2 separate regions of the Mus musculus genome follow, and region 1 is linked to region 2. The links are chromatin contacts, called in public HiChIP or PLAC-seq maps. All regions are on one chromosome and are shown on one strand. The core of a region is the stretch at or near the end of the contact, and the rest is flanking DNA. Distances in the headings are between cores, read along the strand shown.

Region 1 (4,333 bases), core at 1,198-3,697, 130 kb before region 2:
CCCAGGCACCTGACACCGTCGCTTCCGACCCGAAGGCAGCCGGTGAGGTCTAGGTGCTCGAGCTGCGGGCAGTTTCGAGCCAACTCTTGAACCGCAGTGTCCCCAACATTGGCGTTGACTGCTAATGAGAGGCTGCGGAGGCCCGCGCCGCGTCTCTGCGCCAGGTACACGATGGCCTCGTCCTTGAGTTGACGACAGGCGGTGAGGTCTAGCTCCTCCAGAGCCGGGCAGCGGTCAGCGAGGCCACGCAGTGCCAGCCCGTCCACCCAGTCACAGTGAGCGAGGGAAAGGCGCTGCAGACGCGGGCAGCCCTCAGCCAGCGCCCCCAGGGCTCGGCGACTCAGTTGGCCGCAGCCGGCCAGCGCTACGCTCCGGAGCTGTGGATTCCGTGCCAGCACCGGCACCAGGTCCTCGTCCGACAGCCATTCGTGACACGGAGCCAGCGCCAGCTCCTGCAGCCCCTCAGCATCCCGCAGTAGCCGGGCTAGTGCCGCCCGTGGAATCTGTGGACCCACCTACGGGCGGGAGACACGGAGACTCAAGTCTGTCCCCGGGGCGGGCCACTGCCTGGCAGCCGCCTAACTTCGGGACTTTGCCCCCTGCCCTCCCAGAAGGGACACCGAGCTCCCTCCGAGCCGCTGCCCTCTGGAATTCTCCACGTCTCACCCGGGGTCGGGAAGGGTTTACCGCGCAGCAGGGGCTGGCCTGGAGGCGGGGCGACGGTGGTACCCACGCGGGGGCGTGGCGTGGGCGTGGCTCCGGGCCCCGGCTCACCTGAGCGGCGTCGAAGCGGCGCAGCCTCGCCAAGTGCAGCTGAACGAGCGCCCGGAAGGCGCGACTGACGCGCTGCAGCCGGAGCAGCTGGCGCAGCGGGACCCAGTTCAGGACGTGCGGGAGCAGCACGTCTTCCCAGGGCAGGTCCAGGAGCCTGAGGGGGAAAACGGCGTTGACGTCCCCGGGCCGCTGTTACGTGCGAGTCCTTCTGTTATACCCGAGAGTCCCGGCTGGCAAGAGGGATCCGCGTCCGGCCCAGACTCGGCTGCCCTCCCTCCCTAGGCCCCTCCAGTGCTCGGTACCTGACAGCTCCTGGTTCTTGCTCCCCTCCGGACTGCTCCATTGGTGGCTCCATCGCTGTCTACTGCGCGTGCGCAGTAAGCTCCACTCGCTTTGGCCTTGAAGCGGCTGCGGCGAGCCCGCCTCCTTGGTCGGAAGAGACAGACCGATTTAATCGAGTGCGGTCTCACTGAGAATCCTTGTCAGGAAGCTTTTCGGATGGATCCCGAAACTGAGGCAGAACGGACCAGTGATGTACCATTAGATGTCTTCTCAGCTACAGGGCTTGAAGCCCGAGGCTGGAGTAGCGGCGAGCGAACACTGCTTTCGGTCTCCGTTGCGGGCCAGTAGCCGCCTCTGAGTGGTGATGGGAGGAGCAGACAAGGCCAAAGGCAGAAGGGGCGGAGCCAGGACTCCTAGGTTACCCAGTGCCTCCTTCTGTCCTCTGGTCGCCTTTAAGCGACTTTGGAAAAAGAAAAGGGGGAGAGGCTGCCCAGACTATAACTAGCTGGTATGTACTAGGTGCTCAATAAGCAACTGCCAAAAGACTAGATTAAATGGGCGACGCTAGGGCTTTTACTCTCAAGCACACTTGTTTAAACCTGCCATTTCTTGTGAAATGCACAATCATGACATCCATCTCTTTCCACTTCAGGGCAGCGTAGTCCGGCTCTTTGCCTAAGGACAAAGGACTATATAGGACCAGCCAGGTCTGCTTTCCAGCGGTCCAGAGTCCGAGAGGAATTGCCTGCTCAGTGCAGGCCACTAGCCGTACTGCTTTGACTGGTCCTGGATTAATTGTAGGGACATTGTCTTCCCAAAGCTCAACCACTAGGCTCCCCTTTCACTGCACCCCCAGATACTAAGCCCAAGTCCCTCTCTGGAGAACCCCTGGCGTAATATTTTCCTCCAACATCTGAGGTGGGTGTGGGGCATGCGAAAGACTGTAAGACCGCTGCATCCTATCTACATGATTGCGTGCCCTTATGCAAACATTTCAGCCGCTTCGTAACGAAAACTGCTTCCCATCCTTATCAGGGGTTTGGGTACATCAGCAAAGGTAGGAAGGACCGTCCATTTTAAAGACAGGCAAATCGAGGCTCTAGGGAGAAAGCTCCCTAACCAGGATCAAACGAAGCAAGGATAAAGAACCCAGAAATCCTGGTTTTCCCAGAATTCCTTCTACACTACCTCATTACTGAATTGTAGCATAAAGAGAAAAGCCAACTAGCACCGGAAAGACACAAGAGGGTGAAGGTGGATGAGGGGATTGCTTCCTCGTCTCAGTCTACTTGGGGAAGGGGTAGCCTGGAAGGATCTCTGCAAGATTGATGTGGGCGCGCACCACCTCCGGGCGCGCGCCTCCACACCCCCCCCTTTGTTCGCGCCTCTGCGCTTGCGCATTACGACAAATCTGGCGCTGTCCCCTTCAGCACCTCGCGGAACTCGCGCCACCCCTCCCCGCGGTGAGCCCCGCGCACCCCCGCTTCGAACGTCCTCGCACCCTCTGGCCACCCGAATCGACCCTCTCTTTCTTCCCAGGTCATAACTTGCCGGTCTTGGCCTTCCAAAGGAGAATAGTTACCATAGTAACTCGTGTGGCGTTTTCCTAAAAGAGCCAGACCCTTTTCCACCCTGGCCAAGGGCACAAGGTTTGCCTGTGCTTCTTGTCCCAGTCTCGGGGTCATCCCTTCTAAACTCTCGTCCCTGAAAAGGCGGGACGATTAACCTAGGCAGTAAGGAAGTTCCTCCTGGAGTCTGATTTATCCTTCCTCTGCACTCCGGGTTGGGGTTCAGGACAGGACTCCTGGGTCTGAGGTTCAGAACCCCAAAGTGTTTATGACTGCATTCGCTTAATGTCCCTTCCATAGTTGGGTCTTCTGGTTTTAGGGGGCGGGTCCGATCTACTCCGTACCGTGTGCTTTGCGTGGCCGCGTGCTTGTGGGGGCGGGAGCGCGTGTGGCATGTAACAGGTCATGTGGCAGCCTCCTAGGGACACGCGTGGGGTCTGGAGCAGGACAGGCGTATGCATCTGGACCCTACGTGTGGTTCAGATGATGGACGAGAGAGAACTGAACACGAGTGGGGTGGGGCATATGAGGGTTTAGGGAACAGAATGGGGTCTTCCACATTCTCCCTTTCCTCTGGTGTGAGTCTTAGGTAGTGACTAGGTGGTGACATTCTTTGGGACTTAGGGCCCTGGGAATGGAGGGAGGTTGGGGGGGGGGGATTAGCGTTGCTTGAGCAGAGCGTGGGGAGGGGTGGAGGAGGGACTGAGAGGCGGGCGGGCGGGCCTGGAGCGAGCGGGAGCCTTGCTGCTTTTACAGCTGAGCGGGGCCCAGCCTCTCTGCCTCTCTTCGATTCCAGCTCCTGACGAGCAGCGGTGAGTACTGGGGTGCCTTGGAGGAGGGCCTTCACAGGGGAGGTCCAGGCTCCTGTTGAGCTTTAAGAACCTGTCTGGCTGGGGTGCTGCTCCTGACAGCTTTCTCTATGCTGCTGCTTTGCCATCAGAGGCCCGGTTTTCCTTTATGGTCTCTTCTGGGCTGGGCAAGATATTTCATATCCCTGGAGTTGAGGGAGAGGGATGTGGTGCAGCCCCCTCACCCACCCAGACTTGGTTACTGGTGTGGGGAGGAGAGAATGTGTGTCTCTGATTCTGTGAGCAAATATGCATTTGTGTTTATGATTGTGACGAGGAGGTCTCTGATACACCTGTTTCTGTGTGCATCAGAGAACGAGAGCCTGAATTTTGGGAACCTCTTTGTGTGCTATTATTTGGTGATGTGTGTGTGTGTGTGTGTGTGTGTGTGTGTGTAAGATAAGCATGTGCTTTTCCATCATACACATATTTGTTATGACTGTGATTGTATGAGGGTGTGTCTATGAGCAGTACTGCGTGTGTACTGGAGGGTGTTGCCTATGAATGTGTTAACTACTGATACTTTGTCCTTCTGCATGTGTGTATATGAATTCTTGTGTGTGTTTATACATGGGTGTGTGTGTGTGTGTGTGCATGTACTGGTATGGAGAATAGAATATCTATTCCCCACTCAGCAATCTATGGACCGATGTTAAGGCCTCTTCAGACCCTTCCTTCTCTCCTCTTCCCTCTCAACACTCCATCACCCCCATGCAACCCCCTTTTTCTTCCCTCTCCTTCAAAGAAGCATGGTTTCTCCTATTCTAAGTGAGGGTCCCCCATAAGTGGAACTGTAGAGGATACATGGCCTCTATCATCCAGAAGATAAGATTCCAGCCTCCACCCAAGAGAGAGTTCCCG
Region 2 (4,567 bases), core at 793-3,292:
CAACTCTTTGATTTCAGGTACCCAACTCAATTTTTTTTTTACTTTGTGTTGATGTAACAGTGTACCACATGTGTGCAGGTACTGTGGGGGCCAGAAAGGAGTAGTGGATCCCCTGGAACTGGATGGCAGGATCACTTGGCTTTTGTGTTTCTGACCCTGTGCTGAGCTGCTCAATGTGGGTGCTGGGAATCAAATTCAAGTCCTCTAAAAGAGAAGCAAATATTCATAACTGCTGAACCATCTCTTCAGCCCTACTCAACGCAATTTAAGGCAGTATTTGTTCCAATAATTTAGATACCTAGAGGAAAATATTTTTAAATTATGTACTTTATATTACATGTAAATATTAATATACATAATAAGACTTCAGTGGTTTTCTTTTTTTTTTAAAGATTTGTTTATTTATTATATGTAAGTACACTGTAGCTGTCTTCAGACACACCAGAAGAGGGCGTCAGATCTCGTTACGGATGGTTGTGAGCCACCATGTGGTTGCTGGGATTTGAACTCCGGACCTTTGGAAGAGCAGTCAGGTGCTCTTACCCACTGAGCCATCTCACCAGCCCTTCAGTGGTTTTCTTGAGTAATTTCTTTACAAAATGTTGGTGTTCTTACACCCAGATATTGGCATATGCCTGTAACTCCACAACTCTAGAGGGGGAACCAATAGGACTGAGTTCACGGCCAACTTGTGCCACAGAGTGAATTTCAGGAAAGCTGGGCTTATAAAGCAAGACCTTGTTTCAGAAACCAAACAAAACAAAAAATTAGAGGAGAATTCTTTTTCACTTGTTTTGATTTTGAGACAGGGTTTCTCTGTGTAGCTCTCTGGCTGTCCTTGAACTTGATCTGTAGACCAGGCTAGCCTCAAATCAAAGATCCACCTGTCTCTGACTCCTGAGTGCTGGGATTAAAGGCATGCACCACCACTATCAGGCTTAAAAAAATTAGGAGGTTCTTTAGGGAAACAGAGTATGGTTCTAAAAGTTATCAAGTTCCGAAGTAACTTCAAGTTCTCCACACAAATGAATTTTATAAGGTCATTTCTTTCTCTTTGACATCCATTGGGTCTAAACAGGAAAATATATAAGTATTTAGGAGGAAGATAGGAAGGTTAAAAAAAAAAAGGACTCTAGAGACTAGAATTGTAGAAAGACTATTCAAATCCATCCTCAAGACTCAATCTACTTTCTTCTGGTGCTTTCTATATATCTTGCTTCAAATGATATTTACTCTTGTGAACCTACGTCAGTACAGAACTAGCTCTTTGATAGCCAGGTCTAGTTTAGTAGGTGTTACAGATTGGCTCTGTAGTTCTCAAACCCTCCTATGTGATGAAGACTTGGTCCTCAGCTGCTGGTGTTAATGAGAGGTAACTGGACCACAAGGGAGCGAACCTGACCAATGGATTAGTCCACTAACGGGTTCATAGCTACATGGCCTGTTAGGAGGTGGGACCTAGTAAAAGTAAGTAAGTCACCGGGAAGTGCAGTGCCTTGAAAGATTGTCCACAGGCTCCTCCTCACTCTCTCTGCTTACTTGCTGCCATGAGACAAACAGTTCTGCTCTACCATCCCTTCTCCACTATGATCCTTTGCCTCCATACAGGCTCAGAAACACAAAAGCCAAACGACCATGGCCTAAAATATTTGAAACTATGAGTCAATATTCCCTCCTTTTCTGGTTTCTTTGGAGTACTTTGTCACAGAAATACAAAGTCAACTTTTAAATTAAGGCTGCAAATAAAATATATAAAATTATACTGCTCAAATCCTGATTTTCTAACTTGCTCTGGAAGCAAAATCTAGCCATAACTTTATAGCAAAGCACCTTACAGAGGATCTGTCATGGGAGGAAGGATAGCCCAGTTGATAATGTGCTTAGCATGCAAGTTGAGAGCTTGAGTTTGGATGCCCAGTCCTAATGTAAAAAACAGGTGCGGTGATACAAGTCTCTAAGCCTAGTGTTGGTTAACCACAGGCGGAACCCCGGTGTTCACTCGGCTAGCCAGGCTAGCCCAATCAGTGAGCTTCCAAGTTCAGTGAACCCTGTTTCAAAGAACTAATTGTAAAAGAGCTGGATGACTCAGCTGCTCTCAATACCACCGCCTGCAGAGGACCAGAGTTCAGTTCCCAACATCCATACCAGGGGGCTCACAACTGCCTGTAACTCTAGCTCCAAGGGATTCAATTGCACTTACATACAATCACCAATATAAACATAAATACACATATTCAGTTTTTTAAATCTTAAATAAAAAAATCAAACAAACAAACAAAACGAGGACCAGTATAGTGTCACACATGTTTAATCCCAGAACTCAGGAGGCAGCATCAGGGAAATCTCTGTTGAATTTGAGGCCAGCCTGGTCAGATGGAGAAAACTGAGGATGGCACTTGATGCCTGCCTTCAGCCTGTACATATATATGTATACACATGCACACATATGCACAAACAACACATACACACATACAAGTAACCGTTCTGCATAGCTGGCAAGTTATAAATTATGCTGCTTGCTTAGTACTTTGGACTTGGAAGAGAGAATGAAAGTTTTAAACAAAAGTTAAAGTCCACCTGCAATCAGAGGGCTGGGATTGTAGCTCAGTTCATACTGTACTTTCCTAGTACACTCAACGCCCTGTGTCTGCTCTCCTGCACCACACAAATGAGGCATAAGGACATGCACCTGTAATCTCAGGGCTCAAGAGGTAAGAGCGATGGTTCCTAATCTCAATTCCCTTCTGGATCAAATGATTCTCTCACAGGGGTCACACCTAAGGCCATCACAAAACACAGACGTTTACATTATGATTCAGAACAGTCGCAAAATTACAGATATAAAGTAGCAACCAAAACAATTTTTCTTACTTATTCTTCTCTCATACATTACACCCCAAGCACAGTTTCCCGTCTCCTCTCCTCCCAGACACTCTCTCCCATCCATTCCTTCTCCTTTCCCTTCAGAAAAGGGCAGGCCTCCAGGGGATATCAGCCAAACACGGCATATAAAGCTACAATAAGACTAGGCACCTCCCCTCATATTAAGGCTGGACAAGGCAACCCAGTAGGAGGAAAAGGGTTCCAAAATCAGGCAAAAGAGTCAGGGACAGCCCCTGCTCCCACTGTCAGAGGAGTACCACAAGAAAACCAAACTACACAACCATAACATATATACAGAGGGCCTAGGTCAGATCCATGCAGGGTCCCTGGTCTCTAGTTCAGTCTCAGGGACCCTCTATGAGACCAGGTTAGTTGATTCTGTGGGTTTTCTTGTGGTGTCCTTATGGGTCAAGGTCACCACAACATGGGGAACTGAATTAGAGGCTCACAGCATTAGGAAGGTTGAGAACAACTGAGTTAGAGGGAGAAGGAGCACTTGGCGCCCTAGTAAGTTCAAGACTACCCTGGGATACACAGGAGTCTCTGCCTACAAAATAGTAGGGGGTGGAGAGAAGCCCTAGGAGGAGAGCTCAGTCAACAAAGCACTGGCTTTGCAAACAGGAGGACTTGGTTTGATCCTTGGAACCAATGTAAAGGAAGCTGGGTATGTTGGCATGTGGCTATAACCCAAGCCTAAGGAGGCAGAGATAGGTAGACCCTGGAGAATCACTGGCCAGCCAACTTACTTGACACATTTCAGGCTCGTGAGAGACCCTATCTCAAAAAACAATATGGGTTGCCTAAGGAACACCAAGGTTTCTCTTTTGCTTCTATATACATGCATATACATTTGTATGCTCTCTCTCTCTCTCTCTCTCTCTCTCTCACACACACACACACACACACACACACCAATCTTTTCTTTGCCTAACTTTAACTTTTATACTTATAACTTACCCATCAGCAAGTCTTTGTCATCTGAAGAACTAAAGCTATCATCACTGGGAAGGGATTTCTACTAGGCTTTAAAACGGAATGTCTTATCTCTATCACCTTACATAAAAGAGAAAAGCCAAATTTCTAGCCAGTGTTCTAAAAATAAACAGCTAAAGTCAGACGGGCTAGGGATGTGGCTCAATAGTACAGCATGAGCATAACATGCCCTAGACTATGGTTTGATCCCTAGAACTACTCAAGCAAACAACAACGTTTAAAATACCTAATTAAGGGAAAAAAAAAAAACTGCCACGCCTCATTTTCTTTTAAAAACAAAAACAACCTATTTTATTTTATTTTATGTGTATGACTGTTTTGTTTATATGTATCTGTAAAACATATGCATGCTGGGTGCCTGTCGAGACCAGAAAAAGGTGTCAAACTCTCTGGAACTGGAGTTGCCAATGGTAGTCAGACACCAATGTGGTGCCGGGAATGGTACGAGCAGCAAGTGCTCTTCACTCTGAGTTACCTCTCCAGCCGCCAAGCCCCATTTTCTCATTTGAGTCAGATCAACAATTTTCTCAGAAGCATCAACAACTGACAAAGAATTGGTAGACCTAAATTCTAGCTTTCCCAGCTAATAAACTATGTAATCTTGCTCAAACCATGATCTCGCTGGCCTTATTCTTCTTCTATTGGTCAGACTAACCAGAACAGAATAAAGAAGCACAGACTGAAAGTCAGC

The links. HiChIP or PLAC-seq counts read pairs in DNA pulled down with a chosen protein or histone mark.
Region 1: an H3K4me3 HiChIP or PLAC-seq map of the SCID.adh cell line shows a contact between it and region 2, with 11 read pairs. The contact joins the promoter of Psd here to the enhancer-like site in region 2. A contact is called at or near these places in 2 of 39 promoter capture datasets (liver and macrophages), 2 of 115 datasets of contacts at active chromatin or transcription factors (the SCID.adh cell line and memory CD8 T cells) and 2 of 9 other capture datasets (adipose tissue and pancreatic islet).

What each region holds. Positions count from the first base shown.
Region 1 is chr19:46,325,270-46,329,602 of GRCm38.p6, reverse strand. Psd (pleckstrin and Sec7 domain containing) reads left to right here and starts at 2,447. Exons shown (of 18, transcript NM_028627.2): 1 at 2,447-2,519; 2 at 3,381-3,436. Fbxl15 (F-box and leucine-rich repeat protein 15) reads right to left here and starts at 1,419. Exons shown (of 4, transcript NM_133694.2): 1 at 1,077-1,419; 2 at 775-928; 3 at 10-515. The coding sequence starts at 1,129.
Region 2 is chr19:46,196,521-46,201,087 of GRCm38.p6, reverse strand. The region is part of intron 3 of Gbf1 (golgi-specific brefeldin A-resistance factor 1); the gene reads right to left. Among named protein-coding and RNA genes, the nearest start is that of Gbf1, 46 kb to the right of the region's middle. Within about 2 kb of position 2,042, at least 32 of the 459 cell types and tissues checked have an H3K27ac peak or open chromatin away from gene starts, as enhancers often do. A contact at or near this core is called in the SCID.adh cell line and liver, where this site is marked.